2 separate regions of the Neogale vison genome follow, and region 2 is linked to region 1. The links are chromatin contacts, called in public Hi-C maps. All regions are on one chromosome and are shown on one strand. Each heading gives the region's core, a stretch centred on a gene start, on an enhancer-like site or on the middle of the called end of the contact. The rest is flanking DNA. Distances are from core to core; before and after follow the strand shown.

What was found. Hi-C and Micro-C count contacts between places; a contact is called where the count stands out from the background.
Region 2: a contact with region 1 is called in a Hi-C map of fibroblasts, with 4 times the contacts expected there. The contact joins the enhancer-like site here to the promoter of ZBTB16 in region 1. A contact is called at or near these places in 3 of 3 Hi-C or Micro-C datasets (fibroblasts, muscle and tongue).

Annotation. Positions count from the first base shown.
Region 1 is chr7:104,359,739-104,363,497 of ASM_NN_V1, forward strand. It overlaps ZBTB16 (zinc finger and BTB domain-containing protein 16), which reads left to right and starts at 2,031. Exons shown (of 7, transcript XM_044257875.1): 1 at 2,031-2,133.
Region 2 is chr7:104,476,888-104,480,665 of ASM_NN_V1, forward strand. All of the region lies in intron 3 of ZBTB16 (zinc finger and BTB domain-containing protein 16), which reads left to right. Among named protein-coding and RNA genes, the nearest start is that of NNMT, 110 kb to the right of the region's middle. Within about 2 kb of position 2,029, the one cell type or tissue checked has open chromatin away from gene starts, as enhancers often do. A contact at or near this core is called in fibroblasts, where this site is marked.

The DNA.
Region 1 (3,759 bases), core at 781-3,280:
TGGTGGCACCACTCAGTGGCGAATGGCTTGGTCCTCAGCTTGCCAGGCTTACTGGCAGCTCTCTGCCTCAGGGGAGGAAGAGGAGAAAGAAAATCAAAACCCAGTTTTCCTTGTTCTGTCTTGCTAGAGGCTGTACCATCTAGAAGTGAAGATCATGAGCTCTGTAATGGTCTGATTTAAAGCCTCAGCTCTGCAGTCTTGGGTAGGATGCTTAACCTCAGTTTTCCCATCTGAGAAATGGGGGCAATACTAGCACCTGCCTGAATAGGGTTGTAACAAGGATTAAATACCCAGGATAGGTAATGTGTTAAGATGCATGGTCTGTGCTCAGAATGAGTTCTTATTCCCACTGTCTTTTCCTTGTAAGATCCCTTAGACCGAACAAAGCCCCTCTTCCAGAAACTGCGCTCTGAAAGGCTGCTACCCGTGGAAGGTGTGTGAATAAGAAGAAGGAGACGGGGGAATAGGAAGATTTAATGTGGAATTCTATTCAAAGGTCAATTCATCTATTCCCCCGTCTCTAGCATGGTCTGGTAAGACCGAGGTCTCTCCTATTTTTAGACCTGTCTGAACTGATGTCCCAGCTTCCCTTACCATACCCTTCAAGTAAAAATAAAATAAAATAAAATAAAATCACTACAAATACATGAACATCAGAGAGAGAGTGTTAGCTTTCTTCTGTGATTTTCCACCCCACTGTCTTTCGGTGCCGCCATATGAAATCTCTGAACTGGGGATTCTCCTCAGCTTTCGGGAGGCCCATAGACACAACTCTGGCTAAAAATGGTGCCAGTTTTGGTGAGGGAGCTGCTGCTGCTTTATCTGGGCCCAATAAACCTTATCAAACCGCCCGGCAGCTAGCCTTCAGTGCTAAGTGGAAATGCTTGGAGCCCAATGCTGGCTTTCAGCCCACAGCCTTGACTGCCTTCCTCCTTTTTGTTACCTTCTCCACCTCTTAAATTCAGGCATTAATCTCTCTTTAACACTTACTAACAAGGGTTGGGCTTTTTTAATGGGCAGAGTTTATGAAGCAAGGGAGATTTTCACATCGAGTGAATATGGCAAGGGATGGTTGGGGGGGGAGTTCAGGGCGGTGGAGGGATTGTTCTAGCTCTCCCATTGTTTCCAAGGCTTCTCTCTTTCTCTGATTTGAGGATTAATAGGAGATTAGGATCAAGGGTTAATTGTGTGCCTCTCCTGCTACTGCGCTTAGGAGGGGCTGGTAGGTGGATGTGGATGGCAGGGCGGCAACCTTCCGCAGGCAACATCTCCGGGCAGAGGCTCAACAAGTTCAACGGTCATTTCTTCTCTTTCCCTGGTGAGGCACTAGGAGGGTCTTTCTTCTGTTTTTACATCCCTCTCCTAGTGCTCTCCTTGCAGACCAGTTTCTTAACTTCCTTTAAATGCCTTTCGTCTTGCAGATAGTGTAGACCTTAGCTAGAAAAACAGTCTGTAACTGGGATTGCTTTTTACTGTTAATACCTAGGGACCAGGGTTCTGGGGATTGGTTAGGTGTCGCTGTATTCAGGACTGTCTAAGGGTAACTGGCTCCCTCCCTTCACTTCCCAGTGGCTTCTCTGCTCTCTCCTCTCCTCTGACTCGAGCAAGGCTGAGCCCTCTCCCTGCTAGGAGACTGGAGCATGCTTCCAGGGATGGAACTTCTTGTCCTTGGGACGGTTCCCCCTTAGCTGTTCTTGGGATTCTGAGCACTTTGTACTCCTGCCTTCAGTGGCCCAGAAGCGGATTTTTGCCTCTAGTTGGTGTCTGCCACCTTCCATGACCCTACAGTTCTTGGGGCCTCACTCTAGGTCTGGGGCAGTACCAGTGACAAGCATTGGAATGTGATTGTATGTGAGTCCTGCGCAAACCTTTGAGCCAGCAGCATGTTAAGGACAGAATGTGGGGACTCAGTTCTCCCTGACTAAAGGCGGGAGATGCTGACTGCATGACCTCCAGGGCTGACAGCCCGGAGACCCAGGGAGGGCGCTCTCCACCACCTTCACCCCCAGCATCCCGGTCATTAGCCAGCTGTCAAGGCCAGTGCTTACCAGAGAGCTTCCCACCTCTGGCCCCTACCACCGCTAAGCTCCAGGAAAAGAGGGCAGGAGGGGACTCTCCACCGCCAGAGGAAAGGTAGGTTTCTTCTGGTGTCCGTATCCCAGAGGTTAGTGACCTCAGCTCCCCTCCCTAAAGTGGAGCAGCCCTCTGAGAGGAGAAGGCTCTTGCCGGACAGCGAGGGGGCTCTGGAGCTTTTTCAAGCTTTCACTCGCCCCTTGAAGGCTTTGCCTGAGCAGGACGCTGTTCTCAGGAACTGTTGTCTCACCAGGTTCCCTGGCGGGGGTGGGGGTGGGGTGGGCAAAGCCCAGGGGATGCCCAGGACTGAGAGGGATGAAAGTTCCTCTCGGGCCTCGATCTCGGCCTCCCGGGATGCCCACAGCTAAAGTGGGGGAGGGCTCTCCCTTCTACGACTGTTTCTCGCGGACCCTCTGGCACCAGGCTCCCCAGGGCCTGCGAACTGCGCGCCCGGAGACTTCTCGCAATCCGGATGCCATAGGCATGGAAGGCCTGGGCTTGGGCTCAGAAAGGGACCTTCTGCCACCGATGTCGGGGTACAGGGGATGCAGCCCCGAGCCCGGAGAAAAGTGAAAGGCGAGATGACACACACAGAATCGAGGCAAACACCGGAGCCGCGGACGAAACTCCGCGCCTGGGGCAGCAGGGAAGAAGAAAACCCGTGTCCAAAGGAAATAAAAAGCCTGGGGTTGAAGGCGGGGGCTGCTCCTCGCCCCTCACCTCCACTGCCGGCACGGAGGGTTCCGAGTCCCTGGCACCGCTCTCCGCGAGCTCCTTCTTCCCTCTGCGCTGGGCCGGTGAGCGGCGGCCGCCGGCGCCCCAGCAGCAGCTAGATGTCAGGCGAAGCCCAGAGCGCCGCGCGCGGGGAAGGGAGGGGAGGGGAGGGGAGGCGGGAAGGGGAGGGGTGGGGCGGGGAGCGCGCGCGGGCTCGGCCAGTGCGGGAGGGGGGTGGGGGTGGGCGGGCTGAGCCGGGGGACGGCGCGGGAGGGGGGAGGGAAGGGGGGCAGCTGTGGGCAGCGAGCCGGGCTCGGCCGCCAGCACTAAAGATGGAGAGGCGCCGGGGCCTCGCAGGGGAGGGGGCTCGGCGTTGACGTGGGACGCGGCGGAGGCGCCGCAGCCGGTGGTGATTTGCTAACCTCGCAGCAGAGAGGAGTTGAGGGCGATGAGAGCGGGTACTGCGAACTGCCGGGCGCTGCCGCCGCTGCCGCCGTGATACCGAGAGCAACAGTTCCCAGCAACACCCCTCCCCGACACAGGCACACACCCCCAAGAGGCACGCACACCCACCCCCAGCGTCCGGCTCGGCAGCGGTGAGTGAGGGGCCGGGGAGGGGCGCACCGCTTAGCCGTAGGCGCGCGCCGGGGCGCCCCGGGGCTGGAGAGGTCCGAGGGGCGCGCTCCCTTCGGCCACTCGGCCGCCGGGCTGGTGCCTTATTTTATTCGGCTCGTTCCCTTCCTGCTGCGGCAGCCGTCGCCACCGCCGGTTGGGGGTCGGCTAGAAGGGGAGCCCCGGCTGTCAGCTTGGGCGCAGCTGCCTCCCCAACCCTTCCTCTCTAGGGCACGGTCGGGGTGAGAGGTGGGAGGCAGAGCGGTCTTGGGGGGGCTGGAGGCGCGAGCAGAGGGTCGGGGAACCGGAGGCTTTGTACCACCAGGGGCCGGCGGAGGAGCGGCGAGCCGGTGGGTGCTC
Region 2 (3,778 bases), core at 779-3,278, 120 kb after region 1:
TTGTGTCACTGCCTTGATTACCCCCCATACCTTGATTAGCCAGTCATGGGAGTTGCCTGGGGAAGAAAGGGGTTAAAGGCAGCCCTAAGACGAACCCCCAAATCAATACTCTTGCTTCGACCCCGGGAAGATTTGCGTGCTGTTGTTTTTGTTGTGACAGATTAATTATCCCACTTGTATTTTATTTAAAATAATTCACCTTAAATAGGCTTGCACTCATTTTAGAAGGAGGTTGATAGTGCTGTCAAAACTTGGCCGTGAGTGTTGAGAGCTGACTGGAGAGCTGCCATTTCTTCGACCTTCTCCCAGCGAAGAGTGACTAGGGCCCTGTCTTTACTTGTACATTGTTGGTCTGTTTTGTTTTTTATTTTAGGTGGGAGGGGCAGAGGGAAGAGGAAGAGCGCGAATCTTAAGTAGGCTCCACGCCCGGGGTGGAACCCCACATGGGGCCCCGTCTCACGACCCCGAGATCATGATCTGAGCTAAAGTCAAGAGACAGACACTCCATTGACGGAGCCTCCCCCCTCCCGCCCGGGGCTCTGTGTGCATTGTTGGTTTCTAGAGGGGTTTCATGGAGGTACCCAGTCGTTCGTGTCTTCTGCTTCTTTTATCTTCCATCCCCCAGAGAACATCTGCTGAGGACTTGTCCAGAGTGGGCATCTTGTCTCCCTTCTTTTGTTCCCTGTGTTTTGGCTGGGTGGTGAGAATATTGCAAATGTTCTGATAGGTGGGTTGCAGGCCTTTGCTGCTTTCCCGGGCCCAGGCCTTACCAGTGGGGGAGGGCAGTGGCGACAGTGATGCTGCTGCCGTCGGGCTGCGTTGATGGAGTCCCTCGCGTGCGCCAGGCGTGCTGTTGGAGCGGTTACCTATGCTGTTTAAATGAGTCCTCACTCAGCCCTGGGAGGCAGCTGCTTTGTGCCCAATTATAAGATAGGCCGGGACAGGAGAATTCACTTGCCCAGCGAGGAATGACAGAACCAGGACTTGAACCTGGTCTGTCTGACCCCGGAACAAGGGTTGTTGACCTGTCTGGTATACCGAGCACATGAGTTGATACTGGTGGCCAGGGGCTGCGTTTCTAAGCCGGCTGGGTTCCCGCTGGTGCTGCAGCTGGTGACCAAGAGAGCTCCAAAGGCTCTCTGAGAGCAGAGTTACAGGCATAAGGGACAAGGAAGACCCAGGATCCCAGTGACAGCCAAGCCCACCAGGGCACCGTGGGACCTCCCGACAGCGTGAGGTTTATCGGGTGGGGTAAGAAGTGCGCTCTCAGACTGCAGATGCCTCAGCCTTTCCTTCTGACCCATTGCACAGTCTGGTCTTTGACGGGGCGGACGCTGAGCCCCGTGTGAGAGGTCCAGCCCCTTAGCAAGTCATTGATGGGGAACTGACATCTAGAGGTCCAAAAACCTGCCACTCACAGTCCCCTGTTAGTCCCCGTCTCTGTTGGCACGGCTTGGAGACGACCCCGGTGGCTTCCTCCATCCTCCCTTGGATTGGGGCCTGCACCCTTAGTTCATTCACGGCCCCCCTGCCCCTCTCCCCCATCCTGTCGTGGGTGCCCTGCCCCCACTCCCTTGTTGGCTAGGCTCAAACTCTCCTCCAACTGTACCCTGAGCCGGTCTCCTGTCCAGCCTGCATCTGCTCACAGCTCCCCCCACCCCCGTCCCCAAAGGAGTGTCCCTCCCCGAGATTCTGGTTCTGGATCAGCTGTTGTTGTGTTGATCCAGGAGAAGGAGCGAGCTGGAGAGAGAGGGAGAGCAAGCGGGCAACGAGCCCGCCTTCCAGATCCTCTCGGGGAGTACACATCTCCTTGAGTGAAAGAACACGCAGTGCTGGCCTTTGGGATCGGCAGCCGGTGTTCTCTGTCTGATAAGAGGTACTGTAAATAAAAGTGTACACCACGGCCCGCTGTAAATGCCCCGTGTCTGTACTCATTGTTCTGACAGCTTATGCTTTTTTGGGTCTGCTGTTTTGGTACACTCTGTACTTCCTTATGTAAGCAGGCATGCGTATCTCATCAGAACATTCAAGATGTTTATTTTAAAATCTCAAGGAATTAAAAGAAAAAGCACACACTACTCCACATGAGATGCTGGCAAATGTGAAGTGGGTTTTTTTCAGAGCCCCCCCTACCCCCGCCTTCTTATTAGCATGGGGGTGGGAAAAGGAGGGAGTTGGCTTTTTTTTTTTTTTTTCTTTCATTGGCTTCTGCCTTATTTACTTCAGAGAGACACCAGCCTACTTCTGACTGTGTTTGGCCACTGCTACTCCCCTTCCTGGATGCTGGCGACCACCCCCCACCCTGTTTCTGGTTGAGGGGGCAAGTAGGGAGGAAGGTTGCACCCTTTGCAGAGGGGAGATGCCAAAGGGAGTGTGGGGGGCTGGCAGGGGAGGGGGGACAGCTGCGGGGAGCCTGATGAGTTTGTGCTGGATTTCAGCTCTGTTGTTGGAAGGCTGGGTGGTTAGGGAAAACTTTATGGTTTTGAAAGGGGTTTCCAGGCCTGGGACTCCTCTGATTACTGTGAGTTGGGGTGATCCTTAGCACAGAGCAAAAGGGCCCCCCACCCCGACACACACACATGGAAGCCTTAGACCATCCCCAGCCTCCTTGAGGGCTGTGGTGGCTGCCTCCTTTCTTTCTAGCTCATCGTAACCTGCGTGGGGCCCTCTTCCTTCCTAGAGCCCCTGTCTGACCTTCTGGAGGCATCCAGAAGGCAGGGAGGAATAGGACAGTGTAGGAGTCTGGGAGATTCAGAGACTCAAGCACTCCTGCTCCCCCTGGGTAGCTCACGAGGCACCCTGAGCCTTTTCTGCAGGATCTCCTGGGATTGGCAGGGCGAGGGTGTCTGTCTGTCCGTCTCTTTACCACCGAACCTCAGATAAACTCTAGGTCTGGACTGGCAGCAAGGGGTCGCTCAGCAGATTTCTGCCAGCCCATTTGGGGTCCTCTCTGGCCGTTGGAGGCCTCTTGAGGGGGAAGCTTCTGAGTGTACTGAGGGAGGGGTTGCTTTTTCTCTTGCAGGGATGCGAGTGCTGGGCAGCTAGGTGGGGAACAGAGGGAGGCCATGCTCCAGAGGAAGCAGACAGCCCCATTTCCACCCTTTCTCTGCCCCAAACTGCCTCAGTGCCAGCTGAGACCACGTCTTTGAGTTTTCAGAAGGCCCAGTGGAGAACGCAGAGTCTGTAGAATAAGGACTCTGCCACCCCCTAGGGGACAGCCTGGCAGTGCCCTGAATGGCCACTGCCCTCTTCCCAGGCCAGTTGTGGGCCTGGAACCTGCCGGAGGGCTTCTTTGTTTCTGGAGGGACCGTGATCACAGCTACAGGCCAGGGAGGGAGCTGGCCCCTGGGAAAGAGCGGGGACAGGCCAGAGGCCAGCACGCCTGCTCGCACAGAGCTTCCAGTCTGCTTGCCCGGGAAGACCCAGAAGAGCCAGGCCGAGCAGGACGCTGGCTTGTGGCTCCTTGGGCTCACCCGGGGAGGATTTCGGACCCGAATTGGGGAGCAGCTGCCAATGCTGGTCCTTTGACAGATTTTCCTGCTCCCCTCAACAAGACAATCACTCACCTTTAAACGAGAGGCATGAGGGGTGTGTGTGGGTGTGAGAGAGAGAGAGAGAGATTATAGTGAAATATGTCTTTATAAACGTGAGCCTCACTTTACACAAGATTAATGACCTCCAAATAACTGTACATTGAACTTGAGTAAAATCAATCATACTTTGCACGGAGAAGTTCTTTCAAGGAATCGTGACCCTGAGCCTGACTGGTGGTGATGGT